Linked DNA regions of Mus musculus: region 2 is linked to region 1. A link is a contact called in public Hi-C data. All regions are on one chromosome and are shown on one strand. Each heading gives the region's core, a stretch centred on a gene start, on an enhancer-like site or on the middle of the called end of the contact. The rest is flanking DNA. Distances are from core to core; before and after follow the strand shown.

What was found. Hi-C and Micro-C count contacts between places; a contact is called where the count stands out from the background.
Region 2: a Hi-C map of myocytes shows a contact between it and region 1, with 2.0 times the contacts expected there. The contact joins two enhancer-like sites. A contact is called at or near these places in 4 of 484 Hi-C or Micro-C datasets (the C2C12 cell line, the N1E-115 cell line, liver and 1 more) and 1 of 115 datasets of contacts at active chromatin or transcription factors (trophoblast stem cells).

Annotation. Positions count from the first base shown.
Region 1 is chr1:62,415,060-62,419,552 of GRCm38.p6, forward strand. The region is part of intron 18 of Pard3b (par-3 family cell polarity regulator beta); the gene reads left to right. Among named protein-coding and RNA genes, the nearest start is that of Gm34881, 110 kb to the right of the region's middle. Within about 2 kb of position 2,677, at least 9 of the 459 cell types and tissues checked have an H3K27ac peak or open chromatin away from gene starts, as enhancers often do. A contact at or near this core is called in myocytes, where this site is marked.
Region 2 is chr1:62,549,243-62,553,735 of GRCm38.p6, forward strand. All of the region lies in intron 21 of Pard3b (par-3 family cell polarity regulator beta), which reads left to right. Among named protein-coding and RNA genes, the nearest start is that of Gm34881, 25 kb to the left of the region's middle. Within about 2 kb of position 2,414, at least 56 of the 459 cell types and tissues checked have an H3K27ac peak or open chromatin away from gene starts, as enhancers often do. A contact at or near this core is called in myocytes, where this site is marked.

The DNA of each region.
Region 1 (4,493 bases), core at 1,427-3,926:
TGTCGTTCGTGTCGCTGCCGGCTCAGAGGACCAACGACACTGTAGCACACCAATTTTCTCACTGGACGTATGCTTTTACTTTGTTATATATAAAGCCTGAATGATGTCTCTGTGTTATGCTATAGTTCTGTTTAACATTTTGAAGATCCACCATGGCTGTTGTCCCCCAGGAGCTGTGCCTTTTGACCTTGCCACAGCATTTATTCAGACTCTCTTCTCCCCATATCCTTGCCAAGCTTTGTTTTTGGCCTCACTTTGGGTCAGACCCGTCCTGGTTACATGTGAAACAGTATCTCAGTGTGGTTTTCATTTGTGTCTCCCTGATGTCCAAGTCTTGGATTCTTATTTCTTATCCTTATTGGAGTTTTGTGTATCTTCCTTGGTGAAATGGCTCTTCATATCCCAGATCTTTGACTTTTAAGACATAATTTTCTAAATGGATTCAATTAAAGGTAAGAAACTAGAAATGTGACGGGGAGGCTAGAACTGAGCTCTTTTAAAGTATCTTCCTTCTCAATACTCACATGGATTGAATGACACTGCACATTTCTTAAGCATACTACCTACTTTTCAATTAATATAGCCACAATGCAAGCATCTTTGAAAATATGAGGAGAAAAGATACCCTATTCTCCACAATCCATAACTATAAAACAATTTTAATTTAATTATATTCCCATTAGCACTGCTAATTTCACATAAATCCTGCTTTCTGACTCTATGGAATAAGATAACACAGGCAATTCTTTAAATCTTTACAGCCTTTGCTTCCAGGATTTTTAAGGGCTGCATAATACTCCTGCCAGAGGCAATGGACTGTACTTCAAAGATGACAATCTATGTAGAAAGACTGATAAGATTATAACAAAGAAAAGAAAATTAGCAGAAAAGTTTTGGAGTAGAGTTCCTTCTAGGTTCTCAAAGTCTATACAGTCCATTATGCATGAACATAAAATGATGGAGCACAGGTGATTAACAGTTTTCTTCAATATTCAGATATTTATCAATGTGATAAATTCAATGTCACATACAATTTTAATGGCCTGTTATGCTAATTAGGCATAAGTAGTAAATGTTGACATAGGTAACCCCATAATGTGGCTAGAGATGCTTTTCCACAGCCATACAGAATGCTCCAAGTTGTTTTGTGATGGTGAAAATAATGGATACTCTACTCTCCTGGACTGTGGTCTTCCCCACAAAGAACTGTTTGCACATGTGCATTAAAAGTATTCCTTTATGCACAGTGTGAAAATCATGTGAAACAAGGCGTAAAGAATGTGGATAATTTAGAAAAGTGTCCGGATTCCAAGAACCATGAAGACAAGAACCTTGTTCATTCACTCCCTTCTTAGGAGAGTGTCAGGAAGTGGGACTGAAAAACTGGGTTGGGGGCCCATGGGCGGAGCCTTAGAGGCCAGAGTCTGGAGCACACGCACTTGTTTCTAGATGCAATAGGAAGTCAGAAGACCATGTCAGCAAGGTGTCATGTGCATGAGCACCAAGTTACAACTGCTTGGAATAAAGAAGGACCAAACTAGGATAGAGGCCTGGAGCAGGGATGAGAGAAGAGTGAGGGGCCAGAAGTCCCTGGCAACAGTAAGGAACTGAGAGAGAAAGAACTCCCACGTTTGTAATTTAGGATATTGATTATACACTGTGCTATGTGTCACTTTCACAGGGAGTCAGATAGAAATGGAGGACAACAGTCACTCTTGACCTCACTATGTTAGGAACGTTCACAAAATGAAACCAGACATTTGGAATAACGGCTCCTGGACTACTCTCTGTGGGTTGGGCACTTTCCCAAGAATGTTAGCATCTATTATCTCATTTAACTTTCCATAGCCCTTTGATACATTTTCTATAATTATCTCTACTTCAAGATGAGAAACCACGGTTGGAGAACTGAGTAATGTAGAAGGCCACCAGATAATCGGAGACAGCTGCAGATCAAAGCAGGCAGAGGCCACAGCCGTGGCCCAACCTCACCCACTAAGTAATGGGTAGATGAGTACTCGGGAGCTAAGAAATAGAAGAGGCAAGTGTTGATGTCCCTTCCAAGCTTTGGTGGGGCGACACCCAAGAAAGGACAGGAAATATCTGGGCAGTGATGAGGTCGGAGGAGGGGGGAAGGGATCCAGGCAAACCACTAGTAGCAGTCACTGCCAACATGAGGTACTGCTGCCCAGTGGAGAGAGGGGCTATGGGCATACAGTTAGAAACTGGCCTAAAACTGGGTGCGGGGGGTGGGGGGGAAATCTGTAAATGAAATCAGGGAAAGGTACATGAAAGCATAGAATTATAAGGAAAATCGCCCTGGGCAGTTCCAAGGCAGCAGAAAATAAAGCAGAGACTGGATCTAAGAGAGGAGGAATAGAGAAGGGCCTGGGGGCGGGGGGGTGGGGTGGGGGGGGTGGCAGGCCAAGCCTACCAATCTACACGAGCCAAGGACATGGCTCCTAAAAGTGGAAAACTTTTAAAAGAATGCAAAGGGGGTGGGGTGGGGGCTCTGTTTGTTTTCCTTATCTTGTTGTTTTGTTTCGGTTTCTAATGAAACTGGAAAACAATCTCTTTAAATAGAAAACTAAAAGAAAAAAAATGCTGGAAAAACCTTCATGACCAAATACTCCCCAGTCTACCAAGAGTGCGGACAGTCATTGACGGAACGCTAACCTGATGCCTTGTCCTATGAAAGGCCTGGGTAACAAGAAAAAAATACAGCTCTCTTCTATGAGGCCATAGAAAAACCAAGCTTCTGTTAAAATGTTGGTTAAAAAATGTTTTACCAAGAGGAGTTTACAGAATGCAGAGTGGCCAGTCCACTTACACCGTGCGTCTATAATCACCTGCAAACCTGTGTTTCTCCTGAGCCTTCTGGGAACACATAGATTCCCATTCAGCACTCCGACTTTAGAAATTCTGACTTAAAGTTGGGTAAGGCACTAGGGTCATTTTCCAGTGAGCTTTTTGTGATCACAGAAGCCTGGACAATATTAACCATAGGGTATAATTGCCATGATTAGGACCTAGGTCAAAAGAAGAGCCGAGAAGCGAGGACCAGCAATGGGCAGGGGAAATAGAGTCACAAAGAACTGAAAGGGATTCTCGAGGGCTGTGTGCACAGGCGTGAGATATTGTACCTCCAACTGGACAAGCCCTGGGTGCTAGGGAGGAGTTATCACCTCTGCCAACTCCAGCTGTCCAATGGCTTCCTACCTCATCTTTCACAGAGGACATTAAGAGTCCACAGAATTGGGGTTCTTTTTCTCAGGTTTTGTATTAAGGCCAGGCATCACAATGCTGTCATCTAATTTTGAAGTTAAAATATGCCCAGAAATCGCCACCCTACTCCTCCCTCCTGAAAACTGTTCACATCTGCTGGCAGACATCCGAATCCTTCAGTATGAGCCAGACATTAGGGAGGAAGAACACAAGCACACTCAGGATTAGCAGATCTCCCAATACCCCAGGACAGAAAGTTCAAATCCTCTGACACCCATTATATCCTTCCACCATAGTATATCCCCCTGCCTATGTAAGCCACTGGTCCTAGGGTCGTGATTCAAACCAAGAGATTTGAACTGACTGGATACCTAGGTACTGGTACCTGGGTACCTATCGTCAGCTGCCTCCCTAAATAGAAGAATAAGAAAGAAATGTTCCTTTGTTTGTTGCTGTTTCACAAAAGAAGTCCTCATATTGCTGGGCTCCAGTCCTGCATTACCATGGGAAACCTTCAAGGTCTTGAAACAGATGCTACAAAAATACATCTGAGGGGGCAGGGGCGGGGTGGGAGGGGTAGGACAACAACTAAGAAGGGAGTGTGAAAGGGCCAAGTACTGATTCTCGTAGACTCTGATTGAAAAATTGTAGTGAATTTGAAGCATATGAGCAATGGTTGTTCACGAAGGCTCCGCAATTCAGCAAGTTCACTACAAATCCATTAAAACACCTCTGGTTTTGCTTCAAAATCCTGCCACCCCCAAAAATGTTGGATGCAGTCAAACACATGGCTGTGATTTATACTGACAGGCATACAGGTCCCCCTCCCTCGGCTTCATGGGCTTGGCCTCCACTGAACCTGAGCATTTGAAAAACATTATTAAGTGAGATCTCTGCACGTGCAGTGCGCTGAGTCTGAAGGGCTGAGTTCAGAAACAACCAGAGCTCATGGTGACTGAGGATCCTAGAGTTAGGGTTTGATTTTAATAGGCATACGGCAAAGAGAAAACAACAGCAACTGTCTTATATTGCTACTTTATCATATAACTCAGTAAGTGGTTTCTATATTATCCCAAATCCCTTCATAACATTGGCTTAATTCTTTACCTACAGTGCATGATCCTAATAATTAACATAGGAAAAAATGGCAACATCCTGGAACCCTATGATGATACAAGTTAGCAGATATTAGAGTGAAATGCCAATCTACTTCAATCCTCTTATTTAAAAATTATGTCTGGATGTGCATTTGCCTATGGCATATCATA
Region 2 (4,493 bases), core at 1,164-3,663, 130 kb after region 1:
TTCTAACACAGAAATGGTGAGAATTGCTTGAGCAGTGCTGATTAGAAACATAACAGGCAAGCAGAGCATTTAATCGTAAATAGATCAGGATCATAAGTGATTGCCCGAGTATGTGTCAAGGTTACGCCAACTACTAACTGGGAAAGTGTGGGCCATTTCTGTCTCCTTTAACAATCTGCTGATGGTGCTGTTTCATGTAAGTATGGGATCACGTATATGATTGCACGGGAAGCACTTAGAGTGGTCTCTGACATTGTAGGAAGTGTTCCATAAATGTTTCCAATGGTTTACAGGCCAACGTGTTTAGACGCCATTTATTCCACTGGCTAGACAACCATGTCTCCTTAGTCATTATCTTCCGTCTTTAACCTCTGCTCATTCTGGAGTTCTGGGTCACTATACAGTGCACACTGCATCGTGGGAGGCCCTCCAGCCACTCTCACTGTGCTACCTTGGAGAGACACATGATGACTTCAGGAGGCGACTGTCAGCTTGGTTAGTAAGCAGTATTTTGGCAAATTCCATTGCTCCAAAGGTCAATATCTATTTTCCTCTCTCCCACACATATACTTTTCTTCCTAAGGACTATGCCTTTCATCTTTGACCCTAGGGCACCCCTAATCTCTTTAACGAGCTTATGCAAAAATCAAAGGCCAGCAGAAAGTTGACTTCAAGTAGCTTCTGCTTTCAGCTCTGCAAAAACCCCAAAGCAAAGAAATATCAACTGCAGGCCGACCAAAGAGTGAGGGTGCAAACCAAAGAGATACATACAGATTATTGCTTAATGAATTAAACAATACCAGATTATTGATAACAATGACATCGTTTATTCAATGCCTACTCAACCTAGTTTTGTACAGCATATCTCAAACAAAGATGCTGTGATGTAGACATCTTTAACGCTATTGTATAAATGATTAAACTAAGACTTTGCTCCATCACCACACAATCATTGACCAAGCTGATTTTCAAATGTGGGCTAACTCCCAGAGCAAAGAGATGAAAAGGAGAGTCCAGCCCCTGGCAGCTCTTTAGATACTTTTTATGTAAGGGGCAGGGAGAAAGGGAAAGATTTCCTGTTTCCCCTGTCTTTAAGCACTCATATTTAAACACTGTCAAAACTGTTTCTCTTCCTCTGCTGAACGACTCTTCATCATTCCTAGTTTGCTTTGGAACCCAACAGGACTGAACCAAAACCCACGTTTGGTATTATTTTTTCAGTTCCCTTTAAAAGTCTAAACGAAATCATTCTTTTTATGTTGTAATCAAATAAGTTAGCCATCTCCGGGCTCTAACCCAAACCTAAATAGAGAAAAAAGCAGAAAAATGAAAGCTCAGAACCACATTATTTTTCCATAATATGTCAAAAAAAAAAAAAAACCCTCTATGCTACACTTACACTCAAGTGAAAAAAGAACCCTTTCTGCCTCTAATGAGCAATTAATTCCAGTTCAGGATGTCGAGTTTAGAAGAAGTTAAGTTCCCCCAAACCACAACCGTTTGTGTTGGATCATGCTGAAAACCCAAAATTCCAACTTCTCAATAATAACATTCTTTTCTTCTACTGCAATGGGAGAAATGACCATTTTATGTAATATAGGAGGGACCATAGCAGAAACTCCTATGAATTCCAGATTGCCTAAACAGTCCTCAAAGCTGTTTAAAATCAGTTGGATGTGTTTTGTTTTAACAGAACTGAAAAGGCCTAAAATAAACTTTGGGTACTAAATTAAAAGGAGAAGATGATGTTTAGAGTAAAAGATATGAAAATCCATCTAACTGGTGTTTGCAGCCCTTCAAGTTGACAGCAGTGCAGAACTTGTAGGTCATGGCGTCTTCCTAACTATAAGTCACTTGGGTCACAACCGTGGCCATCTTGTAATTTCTTTAAAAAAAAAAAAAAAAAAAAAAAAAAACGTTGGCGTCATAACCATTCTGAAGTTTTACAACATTTGGTTCTTATTTAATATCAACTATTCTGATGTTATGGTGGGAAAAAGAAAATTTATAGAAAGCCTGCCTTTTGGATTCATAGGAAAGATACGGAATCAGAGAAAACCCTGAAGTGATGGCCGTGGGTATCACAGCCAATGCCATGGCTAAGGCAATTGCCATTCCCCCCAGTGACTATGGTGACTTTTGAATAAAGCTGTGATACACATCAGCATCTGTGACTTTACAGCTCTCCCAGGTCTCTCATCCAACACTGTTTCATTGTGAGCCTTGAAATCACAATGCTAATTTTGTTTATGAAAACATACAGAAGTTAGTACCACTGAATTATACAGCTAGGCTGACATGTCACCCTTCCCATTCATTCTAGGGAAGGATCCTAAAGGACAGGGTATGATGTGGTGACTACAGGTCACTGAGGAATTATTCCCTTTCCGACTTTCAAGACTGAGGGAAAGTCTGTGAATCACTTTTCAAATGATTTAGCTGCTCTGTGTCATCTCTGACTCACTTGGCTCCCTGACTCAGGCAGCAAAACTGGAGCAGCACATGTGCAAAACATGCGTCTTGCAGTTCTTCAATCCTTTGTTGGTTATTCGGGTTATTCGCCCAATGAATACTGAGTGATGTATGAATGCCTATGAAAACGTACATTGTGCCCAACAACTACAGCATCCAAACTCTCCAAAAGCGATGAAAGATTCATATTTTCTCTCTCTCGCTCTCGCTTTCACTCTCCCTCCCTCCCTCCCTCCCTCTGCCTCTCTCTCTGTCCCTCTCTCTCTTCCCCTCCTTCTCTTCCCTTCCCCTTCCCTCCCCCTCTCTTTTCCCTCTCTCCCTCTCTCCCTCTTTCCCTCTTTCCCCCTCTCCCCTCTGTCTCTCTGCTCTCCCCTTCTCTCTCTATCTTTCCCCCTCTCTCTCCCTCCCCCCTCATATGTATGTGTCTGTGTCTATGTTTCAGTCTATGTGTATGTGTGATGTATATGCACATAAACATATTTACGCTTTGGAATTTCCCCCTCAGAGAAACAGTAGGAAATGTTGCGTGAGAAAGATATTTTCCTTCATGATCTGATGTCTTTTCTCTAATGAACCTTCTGGCTCACCCTGTAATAATGGATACCCCCAAACCATGTGAAGACATCTCCGTTTTTCAGTTATACTCCCCTATCATCAGTAATTGCCAGAGTCCCAGATTGTTTGTGAATAGCAAATCTCATTTAGTTCCTTAGATCTACCAGTTAGTTCTTTCTCTTTCATCTATTCAGTTGCAGACCCAGCTTCCTGTTTTCTGAAAAATTCCCTTTACAGTAATTTCCAAGTTTAAATGGTCAGGCAGCCCATAGGCATCAATGTTCTATATCTGTGTGTGGTTATGAGGGAATCAGAGGCTCACATTCCAGACCAGGAAATCATGGTCTCATGATGAACGTGAAGGATGGCAGTGGGAAAAAAATCTTTTAAAATAGTTCTTAAATTGGTGACTTGGGGGAGACGCTATTGTGTCTAGGAGTTTGTGGTTTAGGTGTGGGTTTAGACTGCTTTTGACATTTCCCAAATTCAGACAGAAGAAAACTTTCTCTTTTCTAGATGTAGATGCAGATATGTGAAGTTAAAAACTGCAGTCCTAAGACCACATAGCTGACAAACAGGAAAAAGCAAACACTTTGTTTCCAGCATTCAGTATTTCCCCCTTGATGCACACCAAAAATCTGAATCCTTTCCCATTTAGAATCTCCTAAGGTTTTGCTAGTTTTCTGCAAGATTTTATTTTCAAAATAAGAAGAAAATCTATTAATGTTCTAGCATCATTTAAGGAAAAATGATAGCCTTGTTTTTACTTTTGTTTGCATATTAGACCTAGGACTGGAGATCATATTTCAAGGTGTCTGGTTGCTTAGTTACGTTCATTCATTCATTCATTCATTCCTTGGGCTTCCATTCAGTGGCAACTTTACACCAAAAATTTACTTGACTCCAAAGACTCAGAAGTGAATAAGGAGTCCATGTCAGTGAAAAGGGCAGACAGGAACCATAATTTCATTTAATGAGATATTTCTGAGTAGTTATACAGGAAGAAATCGGTAAGTGAAGTATAAGATGTGGGGGGTGGGTTAACCAGGAATTAAGATAGATTTGCTTTTATCCCTATAAGTTCTCCCTTATGTACTTGGCCTTTCGTTATGTCTGCTCTGAGGGCAGTCCGCCTCAAAGCAAACTTCTGCATCTAGCAATCACCCTCTGCAATTTACGAACAAATATAAAGTAGCTTTTAGAGTATGTCTAATAATGAGACTGTTCTTGAGGTCCACCCTCTCACTCTGGAGATTTGCTCATTCATGTACCACAGCAGGACCAGTTAAGTTAAGGACCTAAATCAGCCCCAAAGGCTCATTTTTCAAACTGAGTCTCATGGCTTCTTAAATGATCATGGGATCAATTAATTGGACACTGTTGTCATTCCTAGACTATTTGAATAAAATAGAATATATCAGAGATCATGTATTATAATTCTGGTGGGGGAGATTTTTGTTTATGAC